Regions from separate parts of the Mus musculus genome. Here all the other regions are linked to region 1. Evidence: chromatin contacts called from public HiCAR-type and promoter capture Hi-C data. All regions are on one chromosome and are shown on one strand. The core of a region is the stretch at or near the end of the contact, and the rest is flanking DNA. Distances in the headings are between cores, read along the strand shown.

The links. Promoter capture Hi-C pulls out the DNA fragments that hold promoters and counts their contacts. HiCAR-type assays count read pairs that join an accessible place to other places.
Region 2: a contact with region 1 is called in a promoter capture Hi-C map of hippocampal neurons, with 3 times the contacts expected there. The contact joins the promoter of D630023F18Rik here to the promoter of Zdbf2 in region 1. A contact is called at or near these places in 2 of 39 promoter capture datasets (the HPC-7 cell line and hippocampal neurons) and 1 of 115 datasets of contacts at active chromatin or transcription factors (astrocytes).
Region 3: a promoter capture Hi-C map of hippocampal neurons shows a contact between it and region 1, with 3 times the contacts expected there. The contact joins the promoter of Plekhm3 here to the promoter of Zdbf2 in region 1. A contact is called at or near these places in 3 of 39 promoter capture datasets (cranial neural crest, hippocampal neurons and liver).
Region 4: a HiCAR-type map of astrocytes shows a contact between it and region 1, with 4 times the contacts expected there. The contact joins the promoter of Ccnyl1 here to the promoter of Zdbf2 in region 1. A contact is called at or near these places in 2 of 39 promoter capture datasets (cranial neural crest and hippocampal neurons) and 1 of 115 datasets of contacts at active chromatin or transcription factors (astrocytes).
Region 5: a HiCAR-type map of astrocytes shows a contact between it and region 1, with 4 times the contacts expected there. The contact joins the promoter of Mettl21a here to the promoter of Zdbf2 in region 1. A contact is called at or near these places in 2 of 39 promoter capture datasets (embryonic stem cells and hippocampal neurons) and 1 of 115 datasets of contacts at active chromatin or transcription factors (astrocytes).
Region 6: a HiCAR-type map of astrocytes shows a contact between it and region 1, with 4 times the contacts expected there. The contact joins the promoter of Creb1 here to the promoter of Zdbf2 in region 1. A contact is called at or near these places in 2 of 39 promoter capture datasets (frontonasal cranial neural crest and hippocampal neurons) and 3 of 115 datasets of contacts at active chromatin or transcription factors (astrocytes, embryonic stem cells and stem cell-derived neural progenitor cells).

What each region holds. Positions count from the first base shown.
Region 1 is chr1:63,271,266-63,275,465 of GRCm38.p6, reverse strand. It overlaps Zdbf2 (zinc finger, DBF-type containing 2), which reads right to left and starts at 2,197. Exons shown (of 7, transcript NM_028673.1): 1 at 1,994-2,197; 2 at 288-370. It overlaps Gm11608 (a long non-coding RNA gene), which reads left to right and starts at 2,210. Exons shown (of 3, transcript XR_865482.2): 1 at 2,210-2,262.
Region 2 is chr1:65,121,020-65,125,219 of GRCm38.p6, reverse strand. D630023F18Rik (RIKEN cDNA D630023F18 gene) reads left to right here and starts at 2,006. Exons shown (of 8, transcript NM_001285882.1): 1 at 2,006-2,167; 2 at 3,782-3,863. The coding sequence starts at 2,127.
Region 3 is chr1:64,954,511-64,958,710 of GRCm38.p6, reverse strand. Plekhm3 (pleckstrin homology domain containing, family M, member 3) reads left to right here and starts at 1,887. Exons shown (of 8, transcript NM_001039493.1): 1 at 1,887-2,016. It overlaps Gm51627 (predicted gene, 51627), which reads right to left and starts at 2,132. Exons shown (of 3, transcript NR_165472.1): 1 at 1,884-2,132.
Region 4 is chr1:64,689,278-64,693,477 of GRCm38.p6, reverse strand. It overlaps Ccnyl1 (cyclin Y-like 1), which reads right to left and starts at 2,133. Exons shown (of 10, transcript NM_001097644.1): 1 at 2,078-2,133. The coding sequence starts at 2,087. It overlaps 2810408I11Rik (RIKEN cDNA 2810408I11 gene), which reads left to right and starts at 2,819. Exons shown (of 2, transcript NR_038009.1): 1 at 2,819-3,014.
Region 5 is chr1:64,615,453-64,619,652 of GRCm38.p6, reverse strand. It overlaps Mettl21a (methyltransferase like 21A), which reads left to right and starts at 1,889. Exons shown (of 3, transcript NM_025964.4): 1 at 1,889-3,380. The coding sequence starts at 3,234.
Region 6 is chr1:64,530,347-64,534,546 of GRCm38.p6, reverse strand. It overlaps Creb1 (cAMP responsive element binding protein 1), which reads right to left and starts at 1,743. Exons shown (of 9, transcript NM_009952.2): 1 at 1,527-1,743.

The sequences.
Region 1 (4,200 bases), core at 948-3,447:
TGAGGTGGTGCACACCTACAATCCCTGCATTTGGAAAACTGACACAAGAGGCTCATGAATTCACAGGCTGCCTGGACTGAATATTGAGACCCTGTCTCAAAAATTAAAAAAAAAAATGCATTAAAAAGTTAAACTACAACAAACAAAACCCTGAAATCTAAATTACCTGTCTACCAGTAGGAAATATGAGAAGCAATTATAATCATAACAATGGCCCAGCCATGTTTAAAAAGACCATTTTAATTCAGTGTCAGTTCCTTCATATAACACTAGCAACTAATTTTCACCTTTGCTTTTTTTTCCTTTTGGGTTATCCATGCTATGCTGGTTTCCCGATGGCGACAAGCATCCTGGACACTTCCATTGGGTCCTAATAAAATAATAATAGCTAACCGTGAGCACTTAATCTGAGCCAGGCATGCTGTCAGCAGCTTCAAATGCATTATCTTATCAAAAGATAGGAGGCAACCCGAGGTTTAGAATAAGGAAGGATATTGTTCCAGGTCTCACACCAAAAACAGGGTGGCTGGTGAAACTGAGCAAATGGTGCTTCAGTTCCTTAACATCTAGACATTTTTTAATAGAAAAATAGAATTTAATAGAATAATTTTTAGAAAAAAAATGTTTTAATATTAGGTGAAAGCAAATAATTAGCAACCAAATTTGGTACACTATACAATTATCACTACTCTGAAAACAAAAAAGGATAAAATTAACATTTAGTTTAATTCCATCATTTATACCTTTTGAGTGTTGAAAGTACTTTGGTGACTTTAAGGTTATTTAGCATGAGACCATAGGAAGCAATAACATTTTTATATTACAACCCAATGCTCGAGAGTGCGCGCGTACACACACACATGCACACACACGCACACGCAGTTTTTAAAGGTTTCACAAAACAATACCCTAGCTGTATACATTCTGGCATTTTTTGTTATCTTAATTCATTTTTTAATGTTAGTCATGAATAACTACATCAGTCTCTCAATTGACCAACAGGTATGAAAAACAGTGCCCCAAATTATTAGGAAGAGTAAACAATATGTTATAGAAACCGGTTGCTACCCTGATTTCAGCTTTCTTCCAGCCAATGGGCTGGCTACTGCAGTGATACGTAATCAAATTTTCAACGAGTTTCTAGCTAGCATGTAACGCTTTGGTTTCAGACCATACAGAAAAAGTCCTCGATGTATTAAGTGAAAAGAACGAAAAATAAACACCCACACTTATGTAAAACACGCACATGAAGCAAGTACATGAACGTATACATTCTCAAAAAGAAGGGGCTGATAATCTGAAATTGTTAATGGACTCTCTCTAGTGGATGAGATTTGCTACGGGCTTTCTCCATGCCCCTCGCCGCCCCTCGAAGCATATAACTGCAGCAAAAACAAATACACGTATTTAAAAAAAACAGTATCATTTGGGGACGAAAACCGTTTTTAGTGCCTTGCGACCTGCATCTTTTCTTTTTCTTTCCCGAGCTACCCATAACTGTCGTCAGAAAACCGTAGAACCTGGAAAGGGCCTTCTTGGGAGCAAGTAAAGACGACGATGGCGTCTCTGACCAGCTCTACACAACTGTTGCACGACGGCAGCAAAGCGATCGGTAACACGCACACACTCACACGACCCAGCATCGACGGTCCCCAGCAAAACTCCGCGGCGGGGAAGGCCGGGGACCGAGCGCGCAGGCAACGCGGCGAAGGGGGTGTGTGGACAGGTGGCGCCGAATGCCTCGCGCGGCCCGGTCCGCCCGCCGCCCGCCGCCCGCTGCCCGCCCTGGCCTCTCCCGCGTCCCTGCCGCCACCAGGGCTCACCTCCTCCCTCCGCCGTGCCCCGCAGCCGCCCCGGGGCTGCGCGCCGTGAGGCCGCCCGAGTCCGTCGCGGCGAGCGCGGGAGTCCGGACGAGCCGTCCACGCCGCCCCCGGGCAGGAAGCGGGTTTCCCGGCCCGCACACCGCCACGGCCCGCCCCGCCACGGCACTCACCTCCGTGGATGCCTCCTGCTCTCCTTCCGGGCCGCTGCGGGCCGCGGCCGGCCTGGGCGCGCTGCCCGCCGCTTGGGTTCCGCCGCGCCGCGAGGACCCCCGAAACGTCCCGAAGCCGCCGGGCCCCGGGCCACGCCCGCCCGGAACGGAGGAGCGGAGCGGAGCGGAGCGCGTGTCGCTCGACGCGGGCTCCGAGTCGCGACTGGGCTCGGGCTGGCACGGGCTGGCCAAGGCACCGCAGCCCCACTGCAGCTCTGACGTCAGCGAAGGTGCGAACACTGGGCCCCTTCTGACGCACGGCCCGGCGCCGCCCCCGGCCCCCGCGCCAGCCCCCGCCGCTGCGAGCCCCTTCCTCCCGCTCTTAAAGCGCACACTTCCTGCAGGCGCCGCCCCACGCGCCCCCCGCCCGAATCAGAGCTTGGGGTTTGGGGCTTGGGACCGGGACCCAGAGCCAAGCTTCAGCTTTTGGAGAAGTTAAGTCCCAAGTGACCAGATGAAAAATGGCTCGCGAAGCAACATGTGAATTCGGGCAAGGAGAATGGCGTTCAAGGGGTTAATGAAGAGCTTGGTTGCCCAGAGTCTGCAGTGAGGTGCCTCAACCAAAAGCTGCTTTTCAAAGACCCGTTTACTCAGGGCTAGACACTGTTTTAAGGTTGCTATCGCGTTCTGCGTTTCACTGCTGAAGGGTAACTGTAAAATGAGTCCAATGAGCCCCCTTTAACAAAAGGGGAGACCCGGGTTCCTTTAAAGAGACAAGGTATTCAGACTTCTAATAAGCACAAGAAAGGGTTACGAAAATTAACAAATATCTGTTTGCCCTCAAGTACATTCACTGCCCTATCTTCTACAAAAGCAGTAGTGAGCAAAAACCAAGTGCTATGGGGAGACACAAAGCTAAATCAGTTACTACTGAATATGTACTAAGAGTCTGTGATGAAGAAAATAATCGTTACCTAAAATAAGAACAGCCTCTGAAAGCTATATTTCCTTCACACACACACATCCTTTTCTTTTGCAGACAGGGTGTTCACTAAGTAGCTCAGGTTGGTCTCAAACTCTTAATTCTCTTGCTTTGCCCTCCTAAGTGCTTAAAGTACAAGTACCGCTCAAGGCTAGGGAGCCATGCTTTATGTAAAAGTATTCGTGGTGCTGTTGGCACGGCCTTTCTGGAGACTCATCCCAGCCACTCAACACACAACACATTCCAGCCAAACCCTGATGTATATATTCCCAGTCTCTAGATTTCTTGTAAAACACCAAAAATACAAACGTCTTTAAGAGAAATGTTTTACACTTGTCAGCCTTGGAATTATCGACGAAACCCAGTCACGAATTAACCCTTTTCTCCTGACATAACTGTATTTCAGCTAAAGCACACATTTTTTTTTTAATCTTCCCACTTCAACATCTCCAAAATCAGAATGCATCTTAAAAACTTGGGGCCTCTTGATTTTGTTGGCCAGATGGCAGTATTGCTACCACATACAAAAGATGTGTGCAGCTGTTTAAAACTGTTCTTGCTTCAAACGAGTAAAAATGCATTGTTTAATGAAACCCGCAACCCTACAAGGAAGGGAAGTATTAGACATCTCGCCATTCAAACTTGAAAACAACTTGCAAGCTTCTAGCTCAAGACAGCTCAAGCGCACAGGAACACACACACACACAATAAATGTGGAAAAGATTTCCTGGGGAAAGGGATGACTTTTTTTTTTTTTTTGAAAGGAGGATTTTTCTAAAACCAAAATCAGTTTCCCCAGCACTTCCGAGATGAGGGTGACAAGATGGGCTAAAATCTATTGCCTTGATGCCAGTACCCAGTTGCTCAGCAAGAACATTAGTTCTCAGTGCTTTGGGGGACCTGTGGCTGAACAGTGAAACGACAAGCCCCACTGGGCAAGGTGCCATGTTCCTGCAATCCCCAGCACCCAGAAGGCATGGGGATCTCACATGTGAGGCCAGCCTGAGCTACCCAGCAAGACTTTAACTCAACACACACACACACACACACACACACACACACACACACACTATAAAGCTAATCCAGTACTAAAACAAAAAGGAAAAAGTCCACCTTGAATATCTCTTTTTTCTTTTTCTTTTTTTTTTAACTGAGTCAAGCAGCCCACTTATAATCCCTTTTCAACTTTAATCAGAAACACTGAAGAGAGACAAGATGGCTTGGAGATCACCTGAAGTCACTGACT
Region 2 (4,200 bases), core at 757-3,256, 1.8 Mb before region 1:
TCCTGTAGCAGCGTCGTTCTTCCTGGCCTGTTGAGCGCGCGCAAGACATGCATGTGTTTGCACTGTGTGTGTGCATGTGTATGCATTTGTGTGTGTGTGCATGTGTGTGCATTTGTGTGTATGTATGTATATATATATGTGTGTGTGTGTGTGAGTGTGTATATGTATGTGTGAGAGTGAGTGTATGTGTATGTAATATATATATATGTGTGTGTGTGTGTGTTATGTGTGAGAAAGTATATGTATGTGTGTGTGCATTTGTGTGTGTATGTATGTATATATATGTGTGTGTGTGTGTGCGTGTGTGTGAGTGTGTATATGTATGTGTGAGAGTGAGTGTATGTATGTGTAGTGTATATATATGTGTGTGTATATGTGTGTGAGAGTATATGTATGTGTGTGTGCATGTGTGTGAGTTTGTGTATGTATGTATGTATATGTGTGTGTGAGTGTGTATGTGTATGTGTGAGAGTGAGTGTATGTATGTGTGTATATATGTGTATGTGTGTGAGAATATATGTGCATGTGTGTGTGTTTGTGTATGTATGTATATATGTGTGTGAGAGTGAATATATGTATGTTTACATGTGTGTATATATGTGTATATGTGTGTGTGAAGAGTATATGTATTTATGTGTGTGTGCATATGTGTGTGTTTGTGAGAATATGTGTGTGTGAGTGTGTGTGTGTGTGTGTGTGTGTGTGTGTGTGTGTGTGTACAGGTGTAATCTTTACTAAGACAGCTACGGAACTATCACAAGTAGGAAAGAGACAGACTGAGAGTGATTTAAAACCAAAGCAAAACTGGTTCCCATGAGTGTAGAATGATCAATGCTTGGTCATTCTGAATTTGATGGCAGAGATACACAGCCTGGAGACCACAGCAAGAGTGGCAGTTAGCGTCTGAGCTGTCTGCTGGTAGACTTCCTTCTTGCTAGGAAAATGTCAACTCTTGTTCATTCAAGGCTTTCAACAAGTTAGGTAAGGCTACTCAAATCATGGAGGGACATATACTTTCCTTTAATGTATAGTTTAAAACGTAATGTTTACATGTTTATTTCATTTAAATGTTTCATCTCATCCAAAAAACAATTTTATAAAAACATCAGAATATCATTTGCCCAAATATTAATAATAGTAATTCAGCTACGATGATTCATCAAACTAGCCATCACAAAGTGCTCCAAATCTTTCTAAATTAATATAAATGATGCTGACAGATTTAGTTTATAGTCATATTTGTTGCTGAGTTCCTTCATTTATTAGTAACAATTTGTGTGTGCCATTTCAGACACATTTCAGCCTTTGATCCCATAACCTTGCCTTTGATTTCCAGTTCAAAATAAAGGATGGCACTGAAGGAAGACATTTGCCCCTATTGTGTGAACTGTCAAATGACCTCCCAGCTATGGGGATATGGATTAGTTCCATCATGAGCTGTTACTCTGTCGTGAACACACTGGGAGTCACCAAGTTGACCCCCACACAGGACACTTCCAATGCGTTCAGATCACAAGTCAACATGTTAGGGTGGTTCTGCCCAAAGAGCCTTGCCAATTGCTTCAGGAACCATCTCTGTTTTACAAGGTTGAGAACTGTGAGGCTGCACACACACTGAGTGTCAGAAAAACTTGAAAGAGGGCAAGTGAGACAGCTCAGCAGGTCAAACTACTTAAACTCAGACCTCAGGACCTGCGTTCTATCCCTGGATCCCACATGATATCCCTTGACCCTTGCCCTCTGACACTTGTCCTTCGACAGCCACACATGTGCCATGGTTCATGCACACCTACACTCATATGCACAGGCAAAAATAAGTTAGTTACTAAGCTTATTTTTTAATTAAAACTCGAAAGGAATGATATCTCAGATGGGCACAAGGTTCAGGGCTAGCCTCCAGATCACTTTCTGCCTAGAACTTGCTGGGTAAGAGGTCTGAATTCTGGATGGTCTTGGATCCCTTCCACAGCCTCAAACTCCATGACTGGTATTTGTAGCAACAGCATCCCTAATCCACATCCCCTCTGATTTGCTGCTGTAGTTTCTGGGCTTGCAGAAACTGCTCTTCCTAAAGGCTATCGGTGGATGTCAAGCTGCAGATACCTGCTCAGCCACAGCCTTCCGTCATGGAAAGGAGGCTTGTGAAGCAGGAGGTGAAAAGGCTGCTGTGAGTATTGCCGAGAATAACTTTCGTTTCTGAGCCTTGCGTTTGGAATGCTCTCACGGATGGTTCTTAGATTGGCAGGTGGACAGAAAGCTAAGGGGGGGGGGGTATCATCTCTCTGCTCTGCTTGGGGGGGGTATCTCTCTGCTCTGCTTGGGGGGGTATCTCTCTGCTCTGCTTGGGGGGGGGGCAGATGCTTTAGTCTCTGTCTCCTGCCACACAGGCACATGTGGTACAGGGCAGGATGCAGAATCTCTTGGCAAGATGCTTCTGCAGGAGAATGCATGTGCAAGACACCTCTTACAGCCTAGGGGGACAGGATACACCGCTGAAATGGGCAGCACTTACTGGCAAAAGGTATAAATCCCTAAATGTGCCTTAGGGCCCAGTATCTGACGCTTTTATTGCCAAGCTTAGCAAACAAATGATCCCTCTCTGTTGTTTTCTTGACTTCTGAACTTTCTTGACTAATAAAAAAAAAAAGATGAAGTTTCCCATACATTTTTTCCATCCCATTCAGTTTTCCTTTAACTGGATACTTTTCAAATGTTGATGAAAAAAATCACAGATCATACAACAGGAAGTCTTATTTTATTCTGTATACATTGTTGGCACAACATGAATATGTTTTTCATCAAAGATCTTATCATAGATACCATCGAATGTCCTTTGCCTATGAAAGTGAATGCTTTTACTAAATCTATAAGAAATTCTAGAATAAACACGTACAGAATTCATTCATGTTTATGCATGTGTGTTTGGATGCTAAGATAACAACAATAACAAAAAACAAACAGTAGTTTAAAAGGCAACACCAAAAAACACTAAGAATGCCAATTCTGACAAGTATGGTTGTGATGCCTTTAATCCTAGTCCTTGGGGGGGGGGGTGCAAAGGTTTGTGGATCTCTATGAATTGATGCTGATCTGGTCTACAGAATTCTGGAATAGCCATGACTCATAGAGACCCTATCTCAAAAAAAAAAAAAAAAAAAAAAAAAAAAAGAATGAATGGATAACATGTAAATAAGTGAGTAAGTAAGTAAATAAATGAATAAATGAGTGAATAAATATTTTCTTGCTGCACATGCTATCTTCTGTGTGTGTATGTTAGTGACTAATGCTAGTGTGTTCTGTGGGAAATTTTACAAAAAAATGTACGCTTTATTGTCATGGCCTGTTCTTAGAGTACAAATACCCGTAAGAGATGTGACTGCTTCTATCTCCTGAGTGTTTGGATTAAAGGTGTGCACCACCATGCCTGGCAGGAAATCTTTTATTTTATGCAATGGCTTTTAGCCCTCCTCTTGCAAAAATCTTTTCTGTATGTTGGCATTTTGAATCCTTCCTTTTTTTTTAAACTGTAAATTATTCTAACAATGTGTCTAATTTTAAGATAAATGTGATTTAAGTTCATTGTGATTAGATATTTTAAACCTGCAGCCTTTGGAGATCACTATGTAAGCCAAATTTGGATGTTAATAGCAACTAGGCCATGAGTGACTTCTGTTGCATTTTTGTCTTGGGGGTGTGCAGGGGCAGCAGGAAGAAAGCCTCTTTCTGAGGATGGAACCCTATGTCGCCCCCAAGAGTTTAATGCTGCTCTCTTGCTTTTCAGGGGAGAGTATATCGGAATCAGACTTCGGGAAAATGAATTTGATCCTAAAGGAAGAGGCCAACTCACCTTTCTAGATGATATGGTAAACCAAGTCACGCTGGTGCGATTCCCATTGCATTCTGTATGTAATAAGGGGAGAGGATAGGTATCAAATGTATATGTAACTGACATACACACACAAACACACAGACACACAGACACACAGACACACACACACATGCGTGAGCGCGTGCACATGCATGCATGCATACACACACCCTGTCCCCTTCCTAATGCTTTTCTCATCCTGTGGTTGTCTCTATGATCATCTTCACCCACTAAATAGGACACGAAATGAGAATGAGAAAATAAGCATAGTCAAGAAAAGATTTTAAAACCAACGACTGCAAGATAAAAAATTAATTCAAAATGGTAAGCCC
Region 3 (4,200 bases), core at 638-3,137, 1.7 Mb before region 1:
CACAAACATAGATTTAAAGACAATAAATGTTTGGGTTTGTTTTCTTAAATCTAAGTTGTTACACTCTGAATTTGCTTTCAGTAATGAAGTTCCAGTACAGATGATGCTGGAATCATCTTTTTTTAAACAAGGGTAAAAATCGTAACTACTTTATTGTGTTTCTTGTTTCAGTGTCTTTTAGTCTCCTGACTACGGACTATATTTGGAATTTTATATAGTAAATATTTGGGAAGCTATATGTTATGAATTTGTGTTTTAGTTAGACAAACATATCTCTACTTCTGTCCTAGTCAGAATTTTCATTGCTGTGAAGAGATACCATGACCAAGGCAACTCTTTTTTTTTTTTTTTTTTTTTTTTTTTTTTTGGTTTTTTTCAAGACAGGGTTTCTCTGTATAGCCCTGGCTGTCCTGGAACTCACTTTGTAGACCAGGCTGACCTCGAACTCAGAAATGCTGACCTCGAACTCAGAAATCCGCCTGCCTCTGTCTCCCAAGTACTGGGATTAAAGGTGTGTGCCACCACGCCCGGCCCAAGGCAACTCTCATAAAGACAAACATTTAATTGGGGGCTGGCTTAACAGCTTCAAAAGTTCAGTCCATTATTATTATGGCAGGAACTTTGCAGTGTACAGGCAAGTGCTGGAAGACCCAAGAGTTCGACATCTAGATGCCAAGACAACCAGAAGGAGACAGTCTACTTCAGGCAGCTGGGAGGAGGCTCTGATTCCATACTGGGCAGAGCTTAATATACCTATACCTTAGTATACAGCAATCTCAAAGCCGGCTTAAGTAGCAGTCACTTCCTCCAACAAGAATGTACCTACTCCAATAAGGTCACACCTCTGATAGTGCCATTCCTTATGGCCAAGCATTGAAACATGAGTCTATGGGAGCCAAATCTATTCAACCAATCACAATTTGATTCTGTACTTTTTAAAGATTTGACTTTCAAAAAAAATATTATATATCCTGTTGAGTCCTAATTCTCTCCATTTTTAAACAGAATATGGATACTGGTCATTGACTTACACGCGTTTGTTTGTGCTTTGTTTGCTTTTGTTGTTGTTTTGTTTTGGAACTCACTCTGTAGACAAGGGTGGAGGGGCTCAGACTCACAGAGATCCACCTGCTTCTGCCTCCTGAGTGCTGGGATTAAAGGTTTGTGACACCACTGCTTGGCTTGCTTTTGCTTTTGAGACAAAGCCTGTAGCTCTGGTTGGCCCGGAACTCTCTGTGTAGACCAGGTTGGCTTCAAACTCACACAGGTTCACTTGCCTGTGCCTCCTCAGTGCCAGTGCTGGGATTAAAAGTGTGTGCTACCCCGCCCCCGCCCCTCTCTTACTAAGCTTAATTGAAAAAAAAAAAAAAAAAAAAAACCGACTAAGAAGTATGCTGTGATGGCAAATTAAGACTGAAAACTGAAAGGAAGATTCATCCAACCGGAACTGCACGTCTTTGCAAAGTGGCTGGTTACCAGCAGACCTCAGGAGAGGTGACTTCTTGCCCTTCCCTAAGCCCTAGCTGCTAGACTAGGAATCCACAGCCAGGTTAGAGACATTTCCCCTCAACCACATCCTTTAAAACCGTGAACCTAACTAAAGATGAAAAGCAGTTCGTGCACCTATCCAAAGATGACAAGCAGTTCATTCCTATGTTTGGAAAGCATTATTTCTGAGAAATTCTCTTATTCTTAGCAACTGCTGCTAGCTGGCCCTGCCCTGGTAGGTTCCAAGTGACAGTTTTAACTGCAAACATCCTCGGTCTTGGGAAGAACGTGGAAGGGACCAAGCCTGGGATAAAGGCTGTAAAGCAAACAATAAGATAAGGAGGTCAGGCCCCGCCCGACCGCCTGCTCCTCCCGTAGGAGGGACCGGTCCTCACCGGCTGGAACTCTGTGTAATCGGATCCTGTTGCCGGGCTGCCGCGGGGAAGCTTTTGGGCGTGGGACCGCGAGAAGCCGCTTGTAAACAGAGCCGGGCCGGGATGGTCGGCAGCTGGAGCGCAGTCGCTGGCGGTGAGGAGGGCGGGCTGCCCGGGTCGGGGTCCTGCCGGGGGTCGGCTGCAGGCCGCAGGGGAGAAGGGACCAGAGCCGCGGTGAGCATCCTCCTCACGGCGGCCTTGGGCGGGGAGGGGGACGGGATGACGCATCCCCGGAGCTCCCCGGGGTCGCCGGGGTTCTTCCCACGCACCGCTTTCTGTTGTATTTCGCGCTGGGGATAGCACTTCATTTGTGGGTGGCTAAGTGAGGAGGAAGACATGACCTGGTGTTTATTTTTTGTGAATCAAGTAACGCAAATTAGAAAGTAGTTGAATAAGGTGATCCTGTTTCTGCGTTGTTTTTAGTAACCCCTCCCCAGCGATCATAGAAACCAAACCCCAGTAGAGCTTTTAGCCCCAGAGAAACGCTACGTTTGTTCTTTCTATTGACTGAGCCCATTTTGAATGTATAGTAAATGACAGTACAGGACTAATGATAGATTGGTCTTGTATGAAAAGCTTATTAAGCTAGAAAACAAAAACAAAACAAACAAAACAAGATAAGGAGTCCTCAGGCCCTTAAGCTGGAAAAAAAATTCTGATTTCAGAAGACAAATAGAGGCTGGGCTTATATGTATAGTTTGCAAAGCAAGGCGCCTTTACAGGTTAAAAAGATTGAGATATATTATTGTAAATGTTATTTAGTTCCTCCCCTTTTTTTCTTTGATCCATGGAACTAGAAAGAAACTTCTGGGTTTTTCCTGTAAAATATTTTCAACAAATCATAATAAATTGTGACTTGTACTTATACAGCATTATAGAATAGTACACGTTATAAGTGGTTGCTTAAAACACCAAGTAGTTTTTATTTCATTTACTTAAAGAAATACCATAGCAAAAATGAGGTCTTTAAAAGGTCAATATACATGTGTTACCTTGGTAACATAATCTAACTTCACTAGGAGTCAAGTATTAGGTTAAATTGACACGAAGTGTGTAAATGTCATGTACCAAGAAATAACATCAATAACTTGTGTGTTTGTCTTTATAGTAAGTACTTTAACAATGCTATTGTTCTGGCAAGATCCTGAAAGCTTACTTCAGCTTAAATTCTTGTTTGGTCACTTTCTCATTTCGTCATCCTGGAAAGTTTACTCAATTTAGCTGTTTCCTAATCTGTAGAATGGGAATAATAGCCACCTCATCAAAGATTCAATGAGTTATTAAATATGTATGTTTTTTTTGAGAGAGTCTCTCTATGTAACCCTGTTTAGCCTGGAAATTGCTATGTAGATTAGGCTGGTCTTGAATTCACAGAGATCCACCTGCCTCTGCTGGAATTAAAGGCATGTGCCACTTGATGTTTTTAAAGCCCCTGGAACAGTACCTAGAATAAGTGTTTGATGAGTATATCAAATTAAAATATTCCACTACTGAAAAGCAGATGAATAATTGTCAAGTGTTCGGGAAGGCGTGGAGGGGGGAGTTCTTTTTTTTGTTTGTTTGTTTGTTTGTTTTTGTTTGTTTTGTTTTTTTTTTTTGGTTTTTCGAGACAGGGTTTCTCTGTATAGCCCTGGCTGTCCTGGAACTCACTTTGTAGACCAGGCTGGCCTCAAAGTCAGAAATCCGCCTGCCTCTGCCTCCCAAGTGCTGGGATTAAAGGCGTGTGCCACCACGCCCGGCATGAGGGGGAAGTTCTTGTTGAATGGGTGGACTGCAAGATGAAAGACCAGTGGGGGTTGGGCTGCATGACAATGCTTGGCTTAGTGGTTACCATGGTAAATTTTATGTTTTGAGTATTTTGCCACAATTAAAATGGCTCAGGTATCAGTGTTCACAACATTATATGCTCAGAATTCTTTATTGCCACACAGCAGCCTCACTCACGCTTGCCTTTAGTGCTGTGACAGTACGATGGCTTGTGGTGTTTTATTTGGTAGATTCACGCACTGGAGGTTTATCAGAAAACCTGCAGACACATTGTTAATTTGACACCCAAGACTCTGGGACAGGCATAGCTCCATCACGACCTTCTGCTAACTTTGTTTTTGTGTTTTCCTCTAATCCTCACAACCATCACAGAAGTCATGTCTACCTGACTATGTATGTTATAGTACATGACACACTTGAGATTAGAGTGGAGAGGTTGTCAAGGTGGATCTAATTGAAGAGTTCCCATAAAAGTGTAGAGCTTTCTATGACTGGGAAATCAAGAAGACTC
Region 4 (4,200 bases), core at 884-3,383, 1.4 Mb before region 1:
ATGAGTTTGTATTTGCTATACTTAAACTAGTCCTCCAGATCTAAAAATGAAATTTAGAGAAAATACTGAACTGAAATTTTAATGGGCACATTAGTAAACTGAAATTCTATGATCACACACACACTTATTTTACAAAAACTTCTAAGCATTTCCTGTCCTATAACTTTATGCTGACATTCCTCTTGCCAGCCTTTCTTAATGTTGTCAAAGCATTCTCAGCTTCAACTCACAGTTAGCAGAACAGACCCACTTACAGGATCAATGTAGGTCCCACTCTTACCTGCCCTTTTCTTTCCTCTTTCACTGAGAGTACATATGAGCTACGAGATCTAAGGAAAGAAAGGTTGCCTCTGCATCAGCTAACTGAGACTAAGACGGGGAGGACCACGTACCACATGTTCTACTGTACAAGTCAAAATACAATAGACATTTTGACAAGATTTTTTTTTCCTGTTAAGAGTCCAACTCAGCACATCTCCCACCTCCACAGCACATCTTCCACCTCCACAGTTTAGAGCAGTTCTATGCAGAAGCAGTTTCAGTCATATCTTAACTTTGCATCCTCATCAACAATACAGTGAGAATGCATACAGGCTTCCTTTGTATCTGGGAGGAACAAATAGGCATACATGATACTGTGCTGTAATCCCTCAAGAATTATAAAAAGGTCCTATTTGGACTCTCACTCAACACTACCCATATACTGTTTGTAAATCCAGAGGCTTAACTTACAACATTGAAACTGGACAGTTTTCATAAACACACACTCCACTGTTTAAAGATACAATTACCTTTACATTCTTTTACAACATTTGACTATTACAAAAAGTTACAAAAGTGTATCGATCATGGGCCTTAAGTTATTCTAAAGGAACTCATTTGTAGTGAAGCCAACAAGCCAATGTAGCTTAAACATCTCATGATACGTTGTCTTATAGATCTGTAGCCTTCATTCAATAACCACACTGCTATCTAGAATTACTTTTTACCCAATTCACAGATTTTCAAAAATTTTATAATTATAAAACACCAAGTATTTCCTCTTCTCCCTCCTACCTACCCAGCCAGCTCACCCTGCAATGGATCAGTTTTCGAGCTTCAACTTTCTTAGCACCAAGTAAGAACCTCCAGGCTGAAGGTGTGCAGGGAAATGGAGCCATAGAAACAAATATTACAGGCACCCGCAGGGGGCTGTCTTCTTAAATCCCAAACCTTTACATTACTAATTTAAAGCTAAATTTAAGCTTTTGGCTCCATTTAAACGCCCAATGAACAATCTCTCCCCACCCTGCTTCCTTTGGAAGAGGTAAAATAAATGAAATTTGTTAAATGGCGATGTATTTACCAAAATGATAATTTTAAAGCAAGCAGAACTACTCCTTGTTAGGGAGGGGAAGCAGTACTTTTCTGAAGCCTGGAAAGAAACTAACATCTTTCACAGAAGTCTCCTCTTTCTGTGTTCCAACTATAACTGAAAGTAATAAAGCAACCTTTATTATTGAGGCTACTTTCAAAATCCTACTTAATACCATACACATTTTGGTGGCAATCTCTACTTGAACGTAAATAAGAAATCTTTAACCATGCTGAATCTAGATTGCTCTAGTATCAGTTACTCAACTCGTTCAGAGCAAGAGGAACATTATGCTCTTACCTTACGTACCATCTGCCTAAGTAAGGACAGAGAGATGGGATGGCTATTCTGAGGTTAGGGGTACCTGGGAGTTTTATTAAGAAAAGGGGCAATTATAGTCTCTTGAAGTCTTAAGTTCCACTGGACGGTACACAGCAGTACAAAGAGGAAGCGGTGCCGGGTACAGGGTCCCGGGTCAGAATGAGAGAATGGGAAGAGTGAAGAACTGGGCGTAGGGGTGGGAGAGAAACTGGCCAGACGTGGCCGAGAAAGAATAAGGGGTGGGAACACGAGCCACAGCCCTCATTCCCGGTGTCCAGGCCTGCGCCAGGAATAATCCCGGCAGGAAGGAACCCGAGGCGGCGGCCGCCTCCCAGCGGGACCCAGGGAGTCGGTGGAGGCCAGAGGTGCGCCACGGCCCGGACGCGCCCGCTGCCTCCTCACCTTCGGGCATCTCTCGGTCACTGATGTGCTGCAGGTGGTGGCCCTCGCCGGCTCCGAAATCCAACTCGGCGGGCTCCACGGCCGCAGCGGGCGCCGGCGCTACCGCCACCGCGTCCCCGGCCGCCGCCTCGTAGACCTCGGACTCGTAGTCGGGCTCTGCCGGCCCCGCGCGCCGGCCCAGCTTGGGGCTGGCATTGGGGGACACGCAACAGGTCAGCGTGTTCCCCATGGGGAGCGTCCGCTCCGCTCGGCCGACGCCTGCGCCTCCGCTCGCCCCGGACTCCGCGCCCGCCCCCTCCCCCAACAATGGCGCGGTCGGCGCCGGCAGCCCCGGGCAGAGCGGGGCTGCGCCCGCCCGCACTCGCCGCCGCGCCCGCTGCGCGCCCGCCCGCCCCGCCGCCCAGCCCGGGGCAGGGCTCCGGCCTCGGCCGCACCCCCGCCGGCTCGCCGCCGCCGCCTCCCCACAGCGGACTAGTCTGCGAGGGCGGCGACCAGCCCGGCTTATTTAAAAGGGGTGGGGACCCGACAAGCGCTGGGAGACGCAGCCACTGCGGGCCGAGAGCGCGGCCGGAGCTCCTCCTCCTTCCGTCGCCGCCTCCGAACTGAAGGCCGCTAGCCGGCTCCTGCCAACCGGAACGCGCTCCGCGGTCACCTGGTGACGGGTAGCCAATCAGACCCGGACTTCCCTCCACGCACCCGCCTACGGCCCAGGCACGTGACTCACAAAGCCCCGCCCCGTCCCTTAAGCTGAGCCGCGCGAATTCTGGTTTCCATTCATCTCGAGCTGCGCCGAGTCCGGCTCCTACTGGGGAGCTGCGGCAGTTTGTTACTCGAGGCCGCCCTTCAAGGCGGGCCCCGAAGGTCCGGCCTGGTGAAGAGTTGGTTTTGTCAGCAGTTTGGTCTCTCCATGTTTGACAGCTTCCCTTTGCTCACCCAAGTAAGTTGCACTGGACTTAGCCGGTTGTATATGGCTAAATGCTCTTCTCCTGTCTTCCCAGTGTTACGTTCTCGCTTGCAACTTGGCCATAGCAACCCCGGGGCTCGCTCCTTACTCTCAATAAAGAGTCGTGACTGTGTCTTGCATGAAACCCGAGGACACGTCACTCTTCAATTTCCTCGTACGTCAAATAAGGACCAAACTCTCGGTTCAGAAAAGCTGGGAGCCAGCAACTCCGGTTTCGCTTGTTTTCTGCCATCACAAGACAGGAGTTTCCAGACTTTGTTTCTTTAACTAGCAATGCAGAGAACAGTTTTCTCCCACAAAATAGAGAACCACACTGTGGGGTGCCCACAGTCCTAAGTGATGGGGATGGTAGAGAGCAATTGACCTTTAGCATGCACCAAGTATTGCCAACCATGCCAACCGAGCTCCCTTAGCGCTAAGTCTAAAGAGCAGTCCAATGTTCGATCTCCCAGATTTTACTGATCGGTGGCAGGGTAGGGGGAGCATGCAGAAACTGAGTAACTTTCTCAAGGTTACATGACAAGGTTACTGCTCGTGTAGGGGCCAGAATAGTCTGGATTCCAGGTTTATCTCCGAGTACCTGTGAAAGGAAGTCACGGTTAGGGAAAATGACAGAGACTGTTGGTGCTTGGTAGTGTTCATTTTAAGGAAGAGCAATCTTTTCACTTGGGGATTTTAAATATCTTCCCTAATTGAATCTTCTCGTTCATTTCTGTTCCTGAAGTCCAGCAGTCCAGGCTCCCAGTAAATTTAGGCAAATGAGAAGCAAAGATTTGGAGAATCTAGCTGTACGAGTTCACACTGCTGCTCTTGGAGTACAAACACAAATATCTGACCCCAAAGTCAATGAGGTCAAGAGTTTAGTTGTTTTCTTTTAATGTATATATTTATTGTATTTGTATGAGTACACTGTGGCTGTCTTCAGACACATCAGAAGAGGCATTGGCTCCCATCACAGATGGTTGTAAGCCATTATGTGGTGGCTGGGAATTGAACTCAGGACCTCTGGAAGAGCAGTCAGTGCTCTTAACCGCTGAGCCATCTCTCCAGACCAAGAGTTTAGATTTTATACTGGAAATAAGTGTTGAACATGAAGTTCAGAAGTCATTGTCATGTGTATTTAAGACTATGTTATTCTGGACAGTAAGAAGGAAGGGAA
Region 5 (4,200 bases), core at 640-3,139, 1.3 Mb before region 1:
AAACTGAAAGGAAGGCCAGGGTTGTTGGCTCACACATCAACATCTCATTCAGCAAGCCGAGGCAGGAGGATTGTCATGAGTTTAAGACAAGGCCAAGCGGTAGAGCGAGAACCTGCCTGAAAGAAAACTGAACAACCAAAACCAAGGGAGGCTGCCAGTGAAGTGTCCTCTCTGTTCTTAGAGGTACAACGTGGTTAAGGAGTCGAGTCCTCTTAACTGACAATGACACCTGGGAGTCAAGAGGACGAGGAAGATCTTACAAGCCTTGAAGGTCTCCAAAAGAATTCCTACCTTGCCAAACAGTCACACTAAAACATGTACCTCATTAATTTTGTATGAATCTTTTGAGGGCACATACATGTTTACGGTATGTGTGCTTTGTGCATACAGGGGACTGAAGAGGACACTGGGTCCGTGGCACTTAGGTGGAGTCTTGGATTTTTGTAAGCCATCATGTGGGTGCTGGGTTCTGATCCTGCATCCTTTGCAAGAGCAAAAGGCGCTCTCAACCACTAAGTCATTTCTCCAGCCCCTCTACCTCACTCACATTGGAAGTCTCCCAAGTTGTTAGCACCCCCCGTTGTGGTACCACCTAAGCAATGCTGCAGCACGCTCTGTTCTCCACGATTACAAAGGTTTCTTTCTCACTCCTGTTTCAGTTGTGAAGCTCCAACCGGGGACCTGGTGCTAAAGAGAGCCTGGATGTTAAGACACAAGCCTTGGCTAGGCATGGTGACACACAACCTGTAATCTCAGCACTTGCCAGTCTGGGGCAGGTGCATCTGAGTTTGAAGCCAACCTGGTACATATATAGTGAGTTCCTGGGCAGACAAGGCTATGTAGAGAAGAGAGATCCTGTTTTAAACTAAACCAAACCAAAGCCCTGGGATAGTGAGAAAGGAGCAACTACCCAGCTGCGAGGGGCTCTTTCACCCACGTTCTGATGGTAAGAACAATTTGTATGGTCAAGTATGAACTAAGGATAGGAAAATCCCTGGGCATATTAAAGACAGCCATATAGCAGGCTGAGCACTTAAATATGTACTCTATCAAATGCTCATTACTCTCTCCCCCAAGGATTAAACAAGTCTTTCTTCTCAGATATTTAGAGGCTCACCAGTGGTTTCTGTTTGTGCTCTCTTTAATGTCTACACTGCTATAGATGTTGATTTTCCTAAGCGGATGTGTGCCCTTTCTAAGCAAGTCGGCAATAATTACAACTCTGGGAGCTAGGAGGGGCAAAAGGAACACGGTAAGTAAATGTAATGTTGCAAATGCTCTTGTTGGCAGTGTGCTGGAGAGCTTGGGGGAAGTTTTAAAGTCATATACATATGTATGCAATCCTCCCCTGTGTGTGTATACATTTTCAGTGGAAAGATGGAGAATAGGGAGACAGAATGGTTAGCTAGATCCCAGGAATCTGGGGAGGTCAACCCATTTACATTTTTGAATGTTTTTCTGACCCAAAGTCTACACTTTCCTGTGCCTAGTTTAGGTCCCCAAAAGAAAGAAATAAAACAGAAAACACACGGAAGAAAGGTATTTCTTCTTCTAGTAACTACATATCAACGTGGTGTGGTCTTTTCACTTGTGCGTATTCACTGATGAAATCGGATTAGCTCTCTCTAGCGCAAAAACGTGAGCTTTAATAAGAAAAGGAAAAGGGGAAGCTGAGAAGCCGAGATAGCACAAAGCCATGGAGCAAGTAAGGAGAAAACTTACTAAGAGAAAAAACGGAGGAAGAAAAGACCCAAACAGGAAACTCAGTAACTTGAGGAAAGGGCTCTTACTGGTCCCCAGTTTACTGCAGGCCACTTGTCCCCAGTCTCCCGCAGCTGGTGCTGGAATGTGGAGGTCAGGCGCGCCCCCTGCCGGCCGGGAGAGGCGAGGGCGGTCGCGGCTCGGCAGGGTCCGGCACGCGGAGACCCTTGGGTGGCCAGGTCCGGGGATGGAGTTTGCAGCCGAGGCTGCCGGCCAGGATTTAGAAAGGCGTCCATTTCGGCCAGCAGAGTGGCGGCGTGGAGCGACGCGAGCGCCCGAGCGCATGTGGTCGGGCTCAAAACCCGGCCTGGGCGTCGCACGCCCACTCCCCAGCCGCGCCGTGGTTAGGGATGCTCGGTAGTGTTCTCTCCCACTTCACTGCCACCAAACGCGGTGACTACGTTTAGTTCTCTACTTCGCTACGCATCCTTGGGCGCCAACGTCGCCGACTAACTGTCCACTTTAAGGTCGGCCTTTCTCCCATGCAAGGCACCCCACGCCCCTGTGCACTCGCCCTCCCTGGCGCCCCAAAACCGTAGGGCCTCACAGGAACTACACAGCACGGGCCAGGGGAAAGCGGCGGTACCGGGGAAGGGGACCGGAAACCCGCGTCTCTCTTCCCGGAACCAGCTTCCACCGCCTTCTGCCAATCCAGCCTTTTAAGGAGGAGCTCCGCACAGCGACTGGGCAAGGCTGTGCGCTTGCGCGGCTCGGGTACCCTCCCGGAACCGTGAGTATCTACGTGGAGGCACTGCAGGGTGGCCAGCGGGCTGTGTGGGCGCCAAGCCTCCACCCGAGGGTCCGAAAGGAGTCTCTGCAGAGCCCTGCTCCCACCATGCTGGGTTCCCGGGACTCTTTCGTGGGCGCGAGGGAAGCGCATCTGTGGCCCCCGGGTGTCGTGCGGGACGTGCTTTTTGTCCCGCGGGTTGTCCGCCAGTATTGTCCGCTCCAGCCCCCAGGGTGACTCCATCCACTCTGCCGTAGGGAGCCTTCTAGGGTCAAAAGGCAGGGCGAACCCTTAGGATTTAGCAGAAGTACGCATTTGGCTCCTTTGTCCTAGCTGAACATGAGGATGTAGGTTGGCGGACCAAACAAACAAAAATGTGGGAGCTGGGTCCAGACAGATCAGGTGCCCAGGGCCGTCACTGTCACTTCGTGTACCGTTCTTTATGTAATGCCCAAGTAGTAACAGGAGCCTGTAGGGTGCCACAGTAGTTAGAGATTTCTAGGCGTTTCCTCCTCAGAGTTATTAGTTGACACCAATTCAGAGCCAATTTTCACTTCCCTCAAGTCTCGGAGGAAAAGCTGTTGAAGAAATTGGATGCACCTCAGTCTATTTCTTAGTTTGAACTTGTAATAACGTCAACAGCTTTTCCAAGTTACTTAAGTAAGATACAGCACTCAACTTCTGACTCTGGTGACACTCAGGATTCTTTTTGCATGACAGGTCTCAGCAGAGATAGACAGAAGAAATGGCCCTGGTACCCTATGAGGAGAGCGCGGCAATAGGGCTCCAGAAATTCCATAAGCCTCTCGCCACCTTCTCTTTTGCGAACCACACCATCCAGATCCGTCAGGACTGGAGGCAACTGGGAGTTGCTGCAGTGGTGTGGGATGCGGTAAGTCAGCACTGCAGGGCCTTTGAAAACATCCACAGTTGCAAGACTGTATTCTAAAAAGGAAATTGATGGCTTTATTGAGATATGATTCATATATAGTCTCCACCAATGTAAAGTCTGCAAAAACACTGGGTGGTTCAGCACATCCATGGTAGTACACCCATTACATTATTTACAGTTTTTCATGGTCCCTGCATCTCCTTGCCCACCAGGCATTCCCTTTGCCCCCTTACATACATTGCACTTTGCAAAGCTGAGGGAAGTGAAATGACTTAGTTAGCTGCCCAGTGAGGACCGGAAGACTGAAAAGAAAGCGTGGGCCTGACTGCTCTGGGCTCATTAAGTTTGTTTCTGAAAAAACACACAAAGAATGTGTAGAGTCAGAGTCCGAAACTGACGTCATGGTTTCAGTTTTTCATGGTTTGGAAAGATTATTGCTTTTCTGCTTCTTATGAAGAGTCTGTCTTCAGCTGTTAAATAAATGATTGGCTTAAAGACTTGTACTCCTAGGGTATAGCTCCGGTGGGGGCGGGGGAGGGGTAAAACTTATTGAGTTGTAAGCAAATGCTCAGCATGTGAAATTCCAAAACTTTCGGTGAAACCCTACCCGCTGATGCCCAGAACATGCCCATGGTCCCTGTGGGACAGTGACTCAGCGTCACGGCTCAGGCAGCTGTGAGCACTGAGACTCGTCCTTCTAGCATGGCTTAGGAACCAGACAGCCCCTTGAAGAAAATCAAAGATTCACGTCATTTCTTCCAGAGCAGTTTTGTAAACTTCATGGAGCTGTGCTGTGATCCAGGAGGAAATGAAGCTTTTT
Region 6 (4,200 bases), core at 494-2,993, 1.3 Mb before region 1:
TTTCAATAGATGGCCCAAAGGTATTTTGTGCTAGATCTTTTGAAGGCAGATGTGGTGCAAAACTGAGGCTAGGATCAAACTCTTAACTTTGAGAAGATATGGCAGGTTTAAATAGGTCATACTGCAATGCCCTTTAAAAATGTCTTTGGATCTTTAAGGTGTCAATGACTTTTGACAGTCCCCTTTGCAGATGTTCTAGGTGAAGGAAAAAAAGGAACACCACAACCCCTGCTGGCTTAAACTGCCATCAACCTCAGGCTGGGATTACCTACGGCAATATACAAATAATGGATAGTTTCAATAACTATTTTTAGAGTGAGAATTATATCAATCCTCCATTAAAGTTCAGACAGAAGCGTGTGAGGAGCATGGCAGAGGCTAAGGGGAGATACGGATGACTCAAAAAACCTTGGCAAGACTGCCTCCCTTCAAATGACAGAAAACGAAAAGTACCTTCGCTAATACTAATTTCCCCTTCGATAATTTCTAAGGGTTTCAGAATGATTGACCTCAAGTGATCATTATCTTAGTGGAAAGGGTTAAAACCGAAACTGTTTTCAAGCACCAGCTTCCCTTTTACAAGATCCCAACAGTTTCTGCAAAAAGTTATTACATGTATGTTTTCTTAGCACCTCTTTCCTTCCCAAAAGAATGCATTCCCAGGACTACTGATTCGTTCTTCATCTTCAAAGCCGAGGGGTGAGGGAAATAGTAAAAAAAAAACAAAAAACAAAAACAAACCAAACAAAACAAAAACAAAAAACCCCAAACCCTTAAAACAGCCTAGGGCAGAAAACAGCATTTTCTCCGACCGCGTGGGAGCCGGGGAGAGGGGCAAGAATAAAATACAGCACCAGAGAAAACCTTGGGTTTCGAACTTTATTGCACAAAGAGCGCTGTAGAGGAAAGCAGGTCGGACGTTGCGGCTCGCCGAGCGGGCACCGCCGCGAAGGCGGCAGCACCTTCACCTCCTCTGCCCTCAACTGTCTCCTTCTTCTTCCTCCTCCTCCACCCCCCACGGGCACCCAGGCGGCGGCCCGGGCGGCCAGCCCGGCACAGCCGGGGCGAGCGAGCGTGCGAGCAGGCGGGCGGCGGCGGCGAGGAACGGGGGGCGGCGGCGGGCGGCCTCCCCCGGGGCGGCTCCGCTCCGCGCCGGCTCCGGCTCCGCGCCCGGCACGGCCGGGCCCGGCCCGGCCCGGCGGCGGGAACGCGGGCGCCAGCTTGCCGCGGCCGGCCGCCCGCTCGCTCGCACCCCGCCCCGGCCCGGCCGCCCCCCGCCATGAGCGCCGCCGCTGGCTGCAGGCAGAGTCGCTGCCGCCCGGCCGCCGCTGGCTCCAGTCCGCCGCCATTATTCTTTGTTCGCTGCGAGCGGCGGCGGTGTTGTGGGGCTCGGGCGGAGGCTCCATCTTTACCGCGGCCCCTCCTGCGAGGGGAAGGCCCCGAGCGCGGGTGTCCGGCGCCTCCCCGGCCCCCCTCTGTCCCCCCGGCTCTCTCCGGCTCCTGCCTCCTCCTCCTGCTCCTCTTACCGGTGGTACAAGCTCCTCCGTCACTGCTTTCGTTCGCGGCCCGGATCTCGCTGGAGTTTTATTCTCTCCCCCACGTAACACACCGCGTCAAACTACACCTCCGCCGCGTCACTCACCAACACTCCGCTTCTCCCAGCCGCCCGGGCCACAGGCAGCAGCAGCCGCCGCCGACTGAGGAGCCGCAGCCAGGGAGCCAGCCAGCGCCGCCCAGTGCCGAGTGCGCAGCGGCCACTCACGGAAACAGCCGAGCTCGACCCGGAGCCGCTCGACAGGCCCCGCCCCCGCGCTACTGGCGGAACCTGCCGAAGGCCTTCGGCTACTTCCCGGCGCTGCGAAGGGGTTGACCGGGGAAGCTGGTGTAGGCGGTTTGAGACCCGCTCTGGAGGCACGATCCGAGCCTCACTGTGGCGGGTGGAGGCTTCGGACGCCAGCTGAGGAGATTTGGAGGAAGCGGGGTTTGTGTGTAGCCAGATTTGGGGTGGTGTGGGGATTCCCGGGGTGGCGGGGACTTGCTGGAAACCCCCGCGCGGTCTGATCCTGCGGCGGAAGCAGACCGCCCGGGAACTTTGACGCGCCGCGAGGGCCCAGAGCCGCGCGGACGGCGCTGGAAGGTTGGAGACGCCGGCTACCGGCCAGGGGAGTCTGCCGGGCCGGAGCTGGTTCTTTGCTGGGAAGAAAGCTATGGCACAGGTGGCATGTGGGGATTCAGCTCCGCTTTGCGGCCAGCCAGAGCCCCTAGGTACTGGGTACCGTCCTCCCTCTGAGGCTGGAGAAATGATCAGCCATGCTGCTCTCAACACTTGAAACAGATCCCCACCCTACCTGCCCGCGACATCCTGTGCTGACTTTTCTCAGCCCTTTCTGCAGCGGTGGCACGCTGCTGCGGCGTGGCTTCCACCGTTTGCACCCCAGAACTTGACAGTGTGACTTCCGTAGCCTCAAAGCTACCGCAACTGCTCTCTGAGTTGCCCCTAACCGCCAGTTCTTCACCTTTTGTTGTTGTGCCGTTCAGCCCTCTTCCTATAGTTTTGTTCCTGCTGGACGCCAGCCCTTGTTGACGTTTTATAACACTGAGCTTGCCTTCATTCCGTGTGTCCTAGCCGTTCCCGCTTTCCCAAGGACATTATACTGAAGAGTAGCTTAATTTTCTTTTGTTTCTAACCAGAACTTTTAGCATGCTAACGTCTCTTCCTCTCTTTAAGAAGACTCTTGTGGCATTGGTGAGATGAATAAAGGCCCTTGCCACCAAGCCAGATAATCTAAGGTCAATTTCGAGAACCCACGTGGTAGAAGGAGAGAACCAGCTCCCATAAGTTGTCCTTTGACCTCAGCACTTACATCACAGTAGTATGTGTGGGCAATAAATAAAATATAGAAACTTCCTCCTTAAGCTCCTTTCCGAGTTCCACCTGTCTTTTACTGTCTCTCTCCATTTGCAGTGGCTCTGAATTGTCACAGTCTTCCTGTCTATGTAGTTTTGCATCTTGCATTTTCAAGACCATCCTAGCATTTGATGCTGTTTGACTCTTCCAAACACTCTCTCCCCTCTTCACTTGCCAGTTTTCCTTTTAACCCTACTCCTCAACAACTAGATTCTCCTTTATCTAACTCCTGTGCAGGAGTCATCTGAGCCCGGATCCTCCACAATCCTACTGTAATCTCTTGCCCTAGGTGGTCTCATCCTCTTCTACTGGCTTCAAATGCCTTCTCTCAGACACTCCAGTCTTAGTTAGGTCTCACCCTGGGACTCTGAATTCCTCTTCCCAGCAGCCTCTGCTCCGGGTCCGTTTGGCTAGATGCTCAGTGTGTAGTCTTACTCACCTCGAGTTCTCATATCCCTTCCTCCCACGGTTCTTAGCTCAGTAAAGGGTCAGGACATCATTCAGATACATTGGGAACCGAGTCCACTTCTGATACCAATTAGGCTCCCCTGGATTGCCTGCTTCCTGAAAACTTGGGTGTATGAGCTGTGTCCCCATGCCTTCTCCACCAGTCTTTTAAGCTGCCTTCGTCTCTTGCCTGGAGTCCTGCAGTGGCCACTACCCACATCCTCTAAAACTGCCCCTGCCTCACTCCAGTCTATTTGCCAGTCAGATTCAGTTAGATCACTGCCTTTCCTAAAGCCCTGCAAGTGGCTTCCCTTTTGCTTCATCAACACTGGCTTTAGCACCATTCTCTGGACTTGTCTCTTGTCCCTCCTCCATCTGTCTCCTTTACTTTCTGTTCCCCAGCCGTATTTACTAGTCTCTTTATTTGCAGGCTCTTCTCCCGCTTTCCCTCCCAAGTCAGGCTCTCACCTCCAGGCTTTGCTCTTGTCATCCTCTTTCCCCAGAATGCTTTACTCTTACCAAGACATAGACTATCACTGTCTCTTCTGATTCTTCACTCCTGTGATTCTTTGTCCATTCTTCTTGTAGCATGTTTCTATAGCACGAGTCCCTCTACCTTTTAACTGCCTGCTTCCCTTCTTTCCCATCCCCAGGAACATGATGTCATGATGTCTAGAATACAGCAGGGCTCACTAAATGTTTATTGAACAAACAATGAGTTTCTGTATGGTTCCAGATTTATATATATATATTATATATATCATCTTTGGGTTCAAATGCTGACTCTTAGTGAGCATGGCTTGTTATAATAAAGCATTAGCAGCTTGTAAACAAGTTTCTCCCAG